Linked DNA regions of Mus musculus: region 1 is linked to region 2. The links are chromatin contacts, called in public HiChIP or PLAC-seq maps. All regions are on one chromosome and are shown on one strand. Each heading gives the region's core, a stretch centred on a gene start, on an enhancer-like site or on the middle of the called end of the contact. The rest is flanking DNA. Distances are from core to core; before and after follow the strand shown.

What was found. HiChIP or PLAC-seq counts read pairs in DNA pulled down with a chosen protein or histone mark.
Region 1: an H3K4me3 HiChIP or PLAC-seq map of the SCID.adh cell line shows a contact between it and region 2, with 18 read pairs. The contact joins the enhancer-like site here to the promoter of Taok2 in region 2. A contact is called at or near these places in 7 of 39 promoter capture datasets (the 3T3-L1 cell line, 3T3-L1-derived adipocytes, embryonic stem cells and 3 more), 2 of 484 Hi-C or Micro-C datasets (the G1E-ER4 cell line and bone marrow-derived macrophages), 15 of 115 datasets of contacts at active chromatin or transcription factors (the 230-238 cell line, the HPC-7 cell line, the SCID.adh cell line and 10 more) and 4 of 9 other capture datasets (adipose tissue, bone marrow-derived macrophages, liver and 1 more).

What each region holds. Positions count from the first base shown.
Region 1 is chr7:126,996,625-127,001,697 of GRCm38.p6, reverse strand. Mvp (major vault protein) reads left to right here. Exons shown (of 15, transcript NM_080638.3): 3 at 23-218; 4 at 3,102-3,225; 5 at 3,341-3,472. Among named protein-coding and RNA genes, the nearest start is that of Mvp, 15 kb to the left of the region's middle. Within about 2 kb of position 1,962, at least 21 of the 459 cell types and tissues checked have an H3K27ac peak or open chromatin away from gene starts, as enhancers often do. A contact at or near this core is called in the SCID.adh cell line, where this site is marked.
Region 2 is chr7:126,882,307-126,887,133 of GRCm38.p6, reverse strand. Taok2 (TAO kinase 2) reads left to right here and starts at 2,167. Exons shown (of 16, transcript NM_001163775.2): 1 at 2,167-3,228. Tmem219 (transmembrane protein 219) reads left to right here. Exons shown (of 6, transcript NM_026827.1): 6 at 819-915.

The sequences.
Region 1 (5,073 bases), core at 713-3,212, 110 kb before region 2:
GCCCCTTCTTATCTTACAACAGGGTACTGTTTGCCCCAGTTCGCATGGTGACGGTCCCACCACGCCACTACTGCATAGTGGCCAACCCTGTGTCCCGGGACGCCCAGAGTTCTGTGTTGTTTGACGTCACAGGACAAGTCCGGCTCCGGCACGCTGACCAGGAGATCCGACTAGCCCAGGACCCCTTCCCTCTGTACCCAGGGGAGCTGCTGGAAAAGGTACCTTGCTTTCCTCTCTTGAGGCAGACGCTGCCTGCTCTGCGGCGGCTCCCGTAGGAAGGGCTGAGGAGGTAGCTATGGATTCTTATCAGGGGCAAAGACGACTCACAGTCCTTCCATTCTAACTCCCCTGCTCTCCCCACACACCTCAGACAGACTTACACTAGCTCACAATATCCATGCCTATATGCCTGGGAATGTTGCCATGCAGACATGGACCACCATCATAGCCAGACCCTCATCCATTTGCCCCATCGCTTGAGCTCCCAAGCAAGGGAGTCTACCAAGTTTTTAAAATAGTTCTAACTCTACCTGCTTGGTATTTTATGCTTTTAAAGTGACTTTATCCACTGGCCAGTGCCTTTTCTGTTATCGTTACATTGTATCTCCTTATTTCATGGGGGCAGGGGCAGGGCATGCACACCTGCTACAGACCTGCATGCGGAGGTCAGAGGACAGCTTGCAGGGGTCAGTGCTGTCCTTCCACCATGTGGGTCCTGGGGTTGAACTCAGGTCACCAGGCTTGGCAGCAAGGGCCATCACCATTGAGCAGTCTTGCCAGCTCACTCTTAAATTTTCCTTTTTTTTTTTCCCCAGTGCTAAGGATAGAACCTAGTTCATTGTGTATGCTAGGCAAGTGCTCTATATCTGTAAATCCTAATGGGTGCTTCTTGCTCTTGAGAGCCTAATAGCATAACTCTGGGTGTGTCCACGGCTGGGGAGAAAGACAATAGAAGTAACCAGGGGTCAGTGAGATGGTCCAGAAGAACTTGCTGCATAAGCCTGACAACCTGAGATCAGTGCCCCAGACCCGTGCCTGTGCTGGGAAGAGAGAACCCAGCTCCCGAGCATTTTCCTCAGACTTCCAAACATGCATGGTAATTCATGTGTAGCTACACATACACACATGAATACATAAAGTGAAAATTTTAATGAAACAATAAATAACGAGGACAAAGCAATCCTAGAAAGAATCCGTGAAGCCGGGCAGTGGTGACGCACGCCTTTAGTCCCAGCACTCGGGAGGCACAGGCAGGCGGATTTCTGAGTTCAAGGCCAGCCTGGTCTACAGAGTGAGCTCCAGGACAGCCAGGGCTACATAATGAAATCCTGTCTAGAAACCCTCCCACCACCACCACCACCACCCCACCCTGCTGCAGAGAGAGAGAGAAGGAGAGGGAGCTATCTGCCTATCTATCTATCTATCTATCTATCTATCCATCCATCCATCCATCCATCCATCTATTTATTTATTTATTTATTTATTTATTATATGTAAGTACACTGTAGCTGTCTTCAGATCTCATTATGGGTGGTTGTGAGCCACCATGTGGTTGCTGGGATTTGAACTCAGGACCTCTGGAAGAGCAATCAGTGCTCTTAACCGCTGAGCCATCTCACCAGCCCCCTTATTTATTTATTTTATGTGAGTGCACTGTTGCTCTCTTCAGACACACCAGAAGAGGGTATCAGATCTCATTACAGATGGCTGTGAGCCACCATGTGGTTGCTGGAAATTGAACTCAGGACTTCTGCTGAGCCATCTCTCCAGCCCAGCTCTGTTCTTTCTAAGTTTCAGTATTGGTTCAAGATACCACCAGGCGAAGGAGTGCCTAAGCTAGACGAATGAACGGAAGAAACAGTGGGGGCAGCCAGTTGTCACTGTCATCCTAGTCACTTAGGCAGGGAGCAGGCCAGGGAGGTGCCGTGGCTCTGTGATGCAGCAGACAGGAAATGACAGCGAGGTGTGTGGACATGTGCCTTAGAGAGCAGAGGCAGGAAGATGGTGATCTTGAGGCAAGTCTAGGTTAGACAGAAGCCGATCGGGAGATCTGTTTTCTCCATCCCAGAGTGAGGCCAGGAGATAAAGTGGCTGCCCACCTCTACAGCGCAGACCTACACGGGGAATACGGGCATCACTCGGGTGAATGTCCTGACACTATTCTTTAACAGCTTTGTAGGCTAGTTCAGCTCACACGTATCTGCTCATCTTTCCTGCCTCGTTTAGAATATTTTCAGAGACCAAATCTAGTCATTTTTATAAACTTTTAGGTTCATCTGCTTTTGTAAGGCCTCCCCTTCCTACGAGCACAAGGCAATACTGAAAGCAAAGCTACAAGATTAAAACCTGCATTTTACACCCCTTTATTCCGTCCTCCTTTCTCTTTTTTGCTTTTTGGGGGCACGGTTGCATGTAGCCCAAGCTGACTTAGAACTTGCTGTGCAATTCCATCCCTGCTTCGCCTGTTGGCGTTTATCAGGTGCTGTGATTATAGGCGTGTGCCACTACACCCCGCTTTATGTTTGAATTTCAAATCCTTCCTAGTTCAGTGATTCTCAGTCTTCCTAATGCTGCCGCCCTATACAGTCCCTCATGTTGTGGTGATCCCCAAATCGCTACTTCATAACTACTCTTTTGAATCCTAATATACATCTCTGATATGTAACCCCGGAGGGGTCATGACCCACAGGCTAAGAACCCCTGTTCTAGCACATCAGTGTGAACCAGGTCCTGCAGGTGGTGTTCGGCTGCCTAAATGTCTCTCCCAGTTTCCCACTAGGTCCCCTCCTTACACTTGTCCTCGACAGTCAGAAGAGAGTGCCCTTGGCTCAGGAGCAGTGACATCCTCCTTAGTTCTTCAGACCTGGTGGCCCTGGGCCCACTCCTACCTTGTATATCACACTAGGATTTTAATGGAGATACACAAAGATGGCTGGGTGTGTGGCTCGGTGGGAGAACACTTGCTCAGCATTCACAAGGCCCTGTTCTGATCCACAGCAGTGTGGACCTCTCAGAGACTGGTGCTGTGGCTCTGGTCTCCAAGTATCAGGTTTGAGCTCGGAATCACAGCTTGAACACTCATGACCCTTCTTTCCCTGCAGGACATCACCCCGCTGCAGGTGGTTCTGCCCAACACTGCCCTGCATCTGAAGGCATTGCTGGACTTTGAAGATAAGAATGGAGACAAGGTCATGGCAGGAGACGAGTGGCTGTTTGAGGGACCTGGTGAGTTCTGTCCCCATCTCTTGGTGCTTGTCTGGGCCGGGGCTTCCTGCCTTTCTCCCATAACCCTGACATCTTTGGCTGTGAGCATCAGCTGTCTCCTCCTCTCCTTCCCCAGGCACCTACATCCCACAGAAGGAGGTGGAAGTCGTGGAGATCATTCAGGCCACAGTCATCAAACAGAACCAAGCTCTGCGGCTCAGGGCCCGCAAGGAATGCTTTGACCGGGATGGCAAGGAACGGGTGACAGGTGGGAATGACTGCAGCACTGTGGTGGATGGGCAGGCAGGAAGGAGGGAGGGCCTGCAGGGAAAGCAAGAGGAACCACGTGAAGCCAGAGAAGTGAGGTGTGTGTGTATGTGTTTTGTTTTTGTTTTGTTTTGTTTTTGAGACAGAGTTTTTCTGTGTAGACCAGGCTGGCCTGGAACTCAGAGATTGCCTGCCTCTACCTCCCAAGGGCTGGGATTAAAGGTGTTTACCAGTACTGCCCAGCATATGTCTGTCTTCCATTGTTTGTTTATGTTGTTGTTTTAAAGATTTAAAATATATATTTATATAATTACCTTATTTTTATGTGTATAAGTGTTTTGTATGTCTGTATGTCTGTATGCACCACTTTGTGTCTGGTGCCCATGGAGGCCACAAGAGGGTGACAGATCCCTGGAACTGGAGTTATAGACAGTTGTGAGCCACCATGCGGGTGCTGGGAACTGAACCCCGGTCCTCTGGAAGAACAGCCAATGTTCTTAACCACTGAGCCATCTTCCCAGGTCTGTTCCTTTTGAGACAGTGTCTCATGTAGCTCTGACTGACCTGGTATTCAATGTGTAGTGCATGATGGCTTCAAACTCATGGTAATCCTTCTGCCTCAGCCTTCCGAGTCCTGGGAGTATAAATGCATTCCCACGCCTGATTTCTCCCAGTCTCTCCTGAGGTCTACCAGCTGCATCTTGCACACGCACTTCCATGCTAGCCTTGAGCCTGCATTCACACCATGATAGCGTCTTACTGTCCCCACTCTGTAACATAAACTGTGGGCACTGGACACATGTTACCTGGTTCTAGATCAAAGGTGAGATATTCACATACATTCAAGATGATAGATGGTATTTTATTTAGTCCCCTGACAAGTGTGAGACTCTTTTTTTTTTAAGATTTATTTATTTATTTATTTATTTATTTATTTATTTATTTATTTATTATAAGTACACTGTAGCTGTCCTCAGACACTCCAGAAGAGGGAGTCAGATCTCGTTAAGGATGGTTGTGAGCCACCATGTGGTTGCTGGGATTTGAACTCCTGACCTTCGGAAGAGCAGTCGGGTGCTCTTACCCACTGAGCCATCTCACCAGCCCAAGAGTGAGACTCTTACTGTTCCCATTTATCCACAGCAAGACTGACGCACTTTTGTAGGGTATGTGGCCATGCAGGGCAAGACTGTGATTTGCTACTGGGCAATGACTTTCTCAGGTCTATGAGAGGCCCTTTTACCCATTGCAGGAGCATGAAAAATTAGTCTTTGGTGCTTAGAGACAACATCGCAGGGTGCACCTGTAGCACTGATGTGACATTCTAGAAGGCCCTTTGTGGTTTTTGACTTTTGAGATAGGTTTCTTTCCCTGCATAGCCCAGGTTGGCCAAAAACTCCCTATCCTACAACATCAATCTCCTGAATGCTGCGATTATGGGTATGTGCCACCATGCCCAGCCTCTAAAAGTTTTATAGGTTTGTTTTGTTTTTGTTCTTGTTCTTGTTCTTGTTTTTAAAGATTTATTATATGTAAGTACACTGTAGCTGCCTTCAGACACTCCAGAAGAGGGCGCCAGATCTTGTTATGGGTGGTTGTAAG
Region 2 (4,827 bases), core at 918-3,417:
TCTCTCTTTCCATCCTGTGTATCCTGGGATTCAAACTCAAGTTGTCAGCCGAGTGACAGAGCCATCCGTTGGCCCTCCTGGAATTCTACTCAGACAGCTCCAGTGGATCTACTGAATGGGGATCCCTGGTACTGGTGTCTACTCTGCCAAAGCGCTTTATGCCTTCACTCAGTCACCAGGGCACATAGAAAACCGTTTTCTCTGCTAACTAGATCTTTGGAGGGAAAGAGCTTGGCAAATGTAGTAGATGAGGTCCTCATAGTACTAATACTACTAATTTACAACATCTCTCTTAGTGAATAAAAGCAATCCAGAACAGCTCTTCATCTTCTCTCTCTCTCTCTCTCTCTCTCTCTCTCTCTCTCTCTCACACACACACACACACACACACACACACACACACACACACACACACACGTTTGAGAGCTGCATGCTTTTCGTCCTGCTCCTAAGCCCTCCCCAGGTTCTGCTGGCCTCTGTGTGCTAGGACATCTCTGTGGGAGAAGCTGAAACAGCCTAGACTGTGGAATGAATCCAGCCCAGAGGAACTGGAAGCTCAGAGAACACTGCTAATTTTCCTTTGGGCCAGGCCTCACCACCCATCTTTTTACAATAGGAAACAGTGGAGCCTATTCACTCGGAAGTGGGAAAAGGCATCTAGCTTTTTGGCTGCTGGTTGATCCTAGAGTTCCAAGGCTACCCCAGTGGGATTGAGTGCCAGAACCTATCCCTAGATGTCGCTTCCTCTGATTTTTGAATCCTTGCAGAAATTCATCCAGGGGTTTTCTTACCTGTCCTGTTTTCTTCCTTTTCTCCAGGTACAGGTCAAGTTCTTGGGGCCCACTTCTGAGTTTAGAAGACCTATTACAAAAAGTGAAGAACTAGACTGTGGGAAAATAAATGGCTTTTGACTACTATTGTGTAAGGTACTTACTGGGGATTGGATTAAAGTAAATACTGGGGACTTTTCCTTGTTGACGTAAAAGAATTTTTTTGTTTTGTTTTTCGAGACAGTTTCTCTATGTATCCCTGGCTGTTCTGGAACTTACTTTGCAGACCAAGCTGGCCTAGAACTCAGAGATCCTCCTGCCTTTGCCTCCTAAGTGCTGGGATGAAAGGCACATGCCACCACTCCATGGGGGCTTTTCTTTCTTATTGGGTGTGCTCATGCCATGGCCCGTGCATGGGGGTCCCAGAGCAGTTGTGCTCTCTTCCTCAACCCTTGCATGGGTTCAGGGGATAGAACACAGGTTACCAGCCTTTTCTCAGCAAGCACATACTTAGTCATTTTGCTCCTGTCCAATTTTGTGGCACTGTGGGTTGAATGTAGAGCCTCGCCTACACTAGGCAGGCAAGCACTCTACCACTGAACAGGCTCCCCAGCCTTGTTTTGTCACGTCTCACTATAGAGCCCTAGCTGGCTTCAAATTCAGAGATCTGCCTGCCTCTACCTCTCAAGTTGCTGGGATGAAAAGCCTGGGCCCCCTGGCCTGGAACTCAAAATCTTTGGATGTCACCCTCTCTAGTTTCCTGATGATTAGCGTCTTGTTACCCTTGTTGACCTTAGTTTGAAATACAAGTTGGCATAGGTCACTTAAAACTGTGGCCGTGTTGGTGGATTTGCTTTGGAAAATATTTGTGGTTTTTTGTTCTTTGTTTGTTTGTGTGTCTGTTTGTTTTTTGTTTTTGATACTGGAACTCCATTAGGTTACATACCCTGCAGAACTGGTATCCTCCTGCCTCAGCCTCAGCTTGCTGAGTGCTGGAATTGTAAGCATTAATCTAGCACTATATACTCTTTAGACACACTGTGAACACAACTGTGCTACTTTGTCATTTGTTTTCTTCCATGAACTTAAATTGATGTTCTGTGTATGAAATGCTTAATGCGTTTTGGCAAGTTATACAATCCTACTGGACCTCAATTTTCCAGTAGGGATTTGACCCATTGGGTTTTCCGAACTTTGGCACATCGTTCTCGCACTTGGGAGCTCAGGTTTAGTTTAGATACTTGTGAACATAATAATGGTCCGGTTTCCCGCCTTTCCGGCGCCCAGCTGCCAGCAGCCTTGCTTTACTCCTTTCAGCCTTTACCCTGCACGCAGGCGCAGACCACAGCTTTCCTTCCTAGAGCACCCCCTCAGAGCTTCCCCTAGCAACAGGCTCAGTCGCAGCGCGAAAGCGTGGCGGGCGCATGCGCCACAGCTCTCTCCACCAGCAGTCCTTGGACCGCGCGCTTGGGCTCCACCCCAAGCAAGCCAAGCCTTTCTCCTCTCCTCTTCCCACCAAGGATCCGCGTGGCGGGGCGCGCGCGCACTTGGGCTCGAAGGCAGCTTGTCGTCTGGGCCGCGGCGGCTACTGGCGAGGGGCGGGGCTATTTCCTTTGGGGCCCCACCCCTTTGGCCCGGCGTGCATACCGCGCCTGCGCGCTCCCGCCCGGTCTCCATCTTGGAATTGGGAGGAAGAGAGAGAGGGAGAGAGAGGGAGGCCGGGACGAGAGCAGGGCTGTGGTGCGGTGAGAAGCTGAGACGAAAAGGAAAGGGAGTGAGGCACAGGGACCATCAGCAGCGCCTCCGCTACAGTCCTTCAGCTGTTCCGGAGAGAGAGGACGGGAAAGGGAGTAGGCCAGGGCTGGAGTAGGGGCTGTCACTCTCGGACCCCAGCCTTAGAGGGGCCGTGCAGCCGGGCGTCCTCGGGGTGGGCCCCTTGTCGTGGCCGAAGACCTGGGGCTCAGGCCCCTGGGTCCCAAATTTTGGGGCTTGGTCCCTTGTTTCTCAGATACCCAGGTATCAAACCCTCGTATATCAGATATCTGGGACCCAAAGTCCCAACCTTTACAAACCTGGGTCTCTGTTTTATAGAATTTAAAATACCTGGGATTCAGGACCCTGTGTGCACCAATATCCGGGGTTCATCCTCCAAGCGATCAGATATCGGACTCATTTTTAGCCCTTGCAAATATACGGGGCTCAGACCCCACAATCGGAAATCCGGGATTCAGCAACTGTCGCCCTCGAGTTGGGGGAGGACTGGACCGCGAGGTCAGATCAGGTTGTCACCCCCTCCCCTCCAGGGGAGGCTTCCCGGGCCCGCCCCTCAGGAAGGGCGAAAGCTGAGGAAGAGGTGGCGAGGGGGAAGGTCTCCTTGCCCCTCTCCCTGCTTGTCAGAGCAACTGGAGTACCCCAGGCGGAAGCGGAGGCGCTGGGGCACCATAGTGACCCCTACCAGGTGAGAGACATGGGTGTATGGGCATGAGCCCCTCTGGTCAGCTCCATGCCGAGAAGCTGGGGCTGGGTAGGCCCTCTCCTCAGGATAGGGATTCCTGTTGGGCCCATGGTCAGTCTCTGGCCAGCCCAGTCTGCTTCTGTTGCTACCTCTTCTCCCTTTCTCTTGCCTTCATTGTGTCTGGTTGAAGGGGTACTCTCAGGTGACAGGGCCTGTCTTGTCACCAAGGGTCACGCCCTAGGATGCTTAGCCAATCAAATGGCTTTCCACCTTTCTAGTCTTTATTAATTTTGCCCTCACAACCACCTCTTCATGATTTTATTATACTCTTTTTTTTTTTTTTTCCCCAAGACTGCTCTAGGGTGTTGATTCCCATGTAGGTGGACTGGCTTATTTATTTATTTAGATTGAGACAGCCTTTCTGTAGCCCTGGGTGGTCGATCTGGCCCTGGAGTCCAGTCTTTAACCTCTTTACAGTTTTGACTACAGGTGCAAGCCACCACACTGGGAACTTATATTTTTTTCTGGCTTGGTTTAGTTGGAGTTTTTGTCCTTGCAAAGGTGTGTGTGTGTGTGTGTGTGTGTGTGAGGGGGTAATATTTCCTCCAGCCCTGTCTCTTGCTGAGATGGTGTAAATAATCTCATATATTTGTCAAGTGACCTATCCTTTACAGAGCGCTTTTGCATACATTTTTTTCCATACTACATACTCCTACTCAACCTGTGGGAACTCTTATTATTGTCTTCCCATTTTACAGTTGAAAACATTGATGCTCAGCAAAGTTGTTCAAGGTCACTGAGTGACAGATTCAGGATTTTAACTCAAGTCTTGTCCCTGACTGGATACCCACTTCTTCTGAGCCTGGGCTTGATGAGGGACCCGCGGGGGAATGTATCAGGGTGAGGTTTAGAAATTGGGGGTGTAATGATCTTCCTCTCCAGAAGGAGCTTTTCCTGAGAGGAAGCTCTGCTTTGTGCTCTTCCTCATGGGTGTTTTTCTAACGTGACCTTCATTTTTACTCTGATCCCACACTTTGGCCCGTGTTCCAGAGATAGTTCTCTCTTCTAAAAAGTGATGGCTTTAGCCTTTTCTTAGCTGTTGAGTTAGAATGAGCCCCTCTCTGTGCCCCCTCGCTCCCAGGAGTAAAGCCTCTGGCAACTCTGGAATCAGAGAAGGAAAAGCCATTTGTTTGGTGTCTACAAAGTGCTCTGAGTATGAGTGAGATCTCCTGTAGCGGGATTTTGTAATCTCCTACCAAAGGACTGGTAAGCCACTTACCTGAAGCGCTTGCTGTAGGTTGCAGATGGGAGCACTGGTCAGTCAGTTTACCTGAAGCTCTTGCTGTAGGTTGCAGATGGGAGCACTGGTCAGTCAGTTTACCTGAAGCGCTTGCTGTAGGTTGCAGATGGGCGCACTGGTCAGTCAGTTTACCTGAAGCGCTTGCTGTAGGTTGCAGATGGGAGCACTGGTCAGTCAGTTTACCTGAAGCGCTTGCTGTAGGTTGCAGATGGGCGCACTGGTCAGTCAGTTTAGGGATTCTTTTGCAACGTGGGCTTTCGAAGGTGATTATGATTTAGCCCAGGCCACGGTGATTGCCCAAA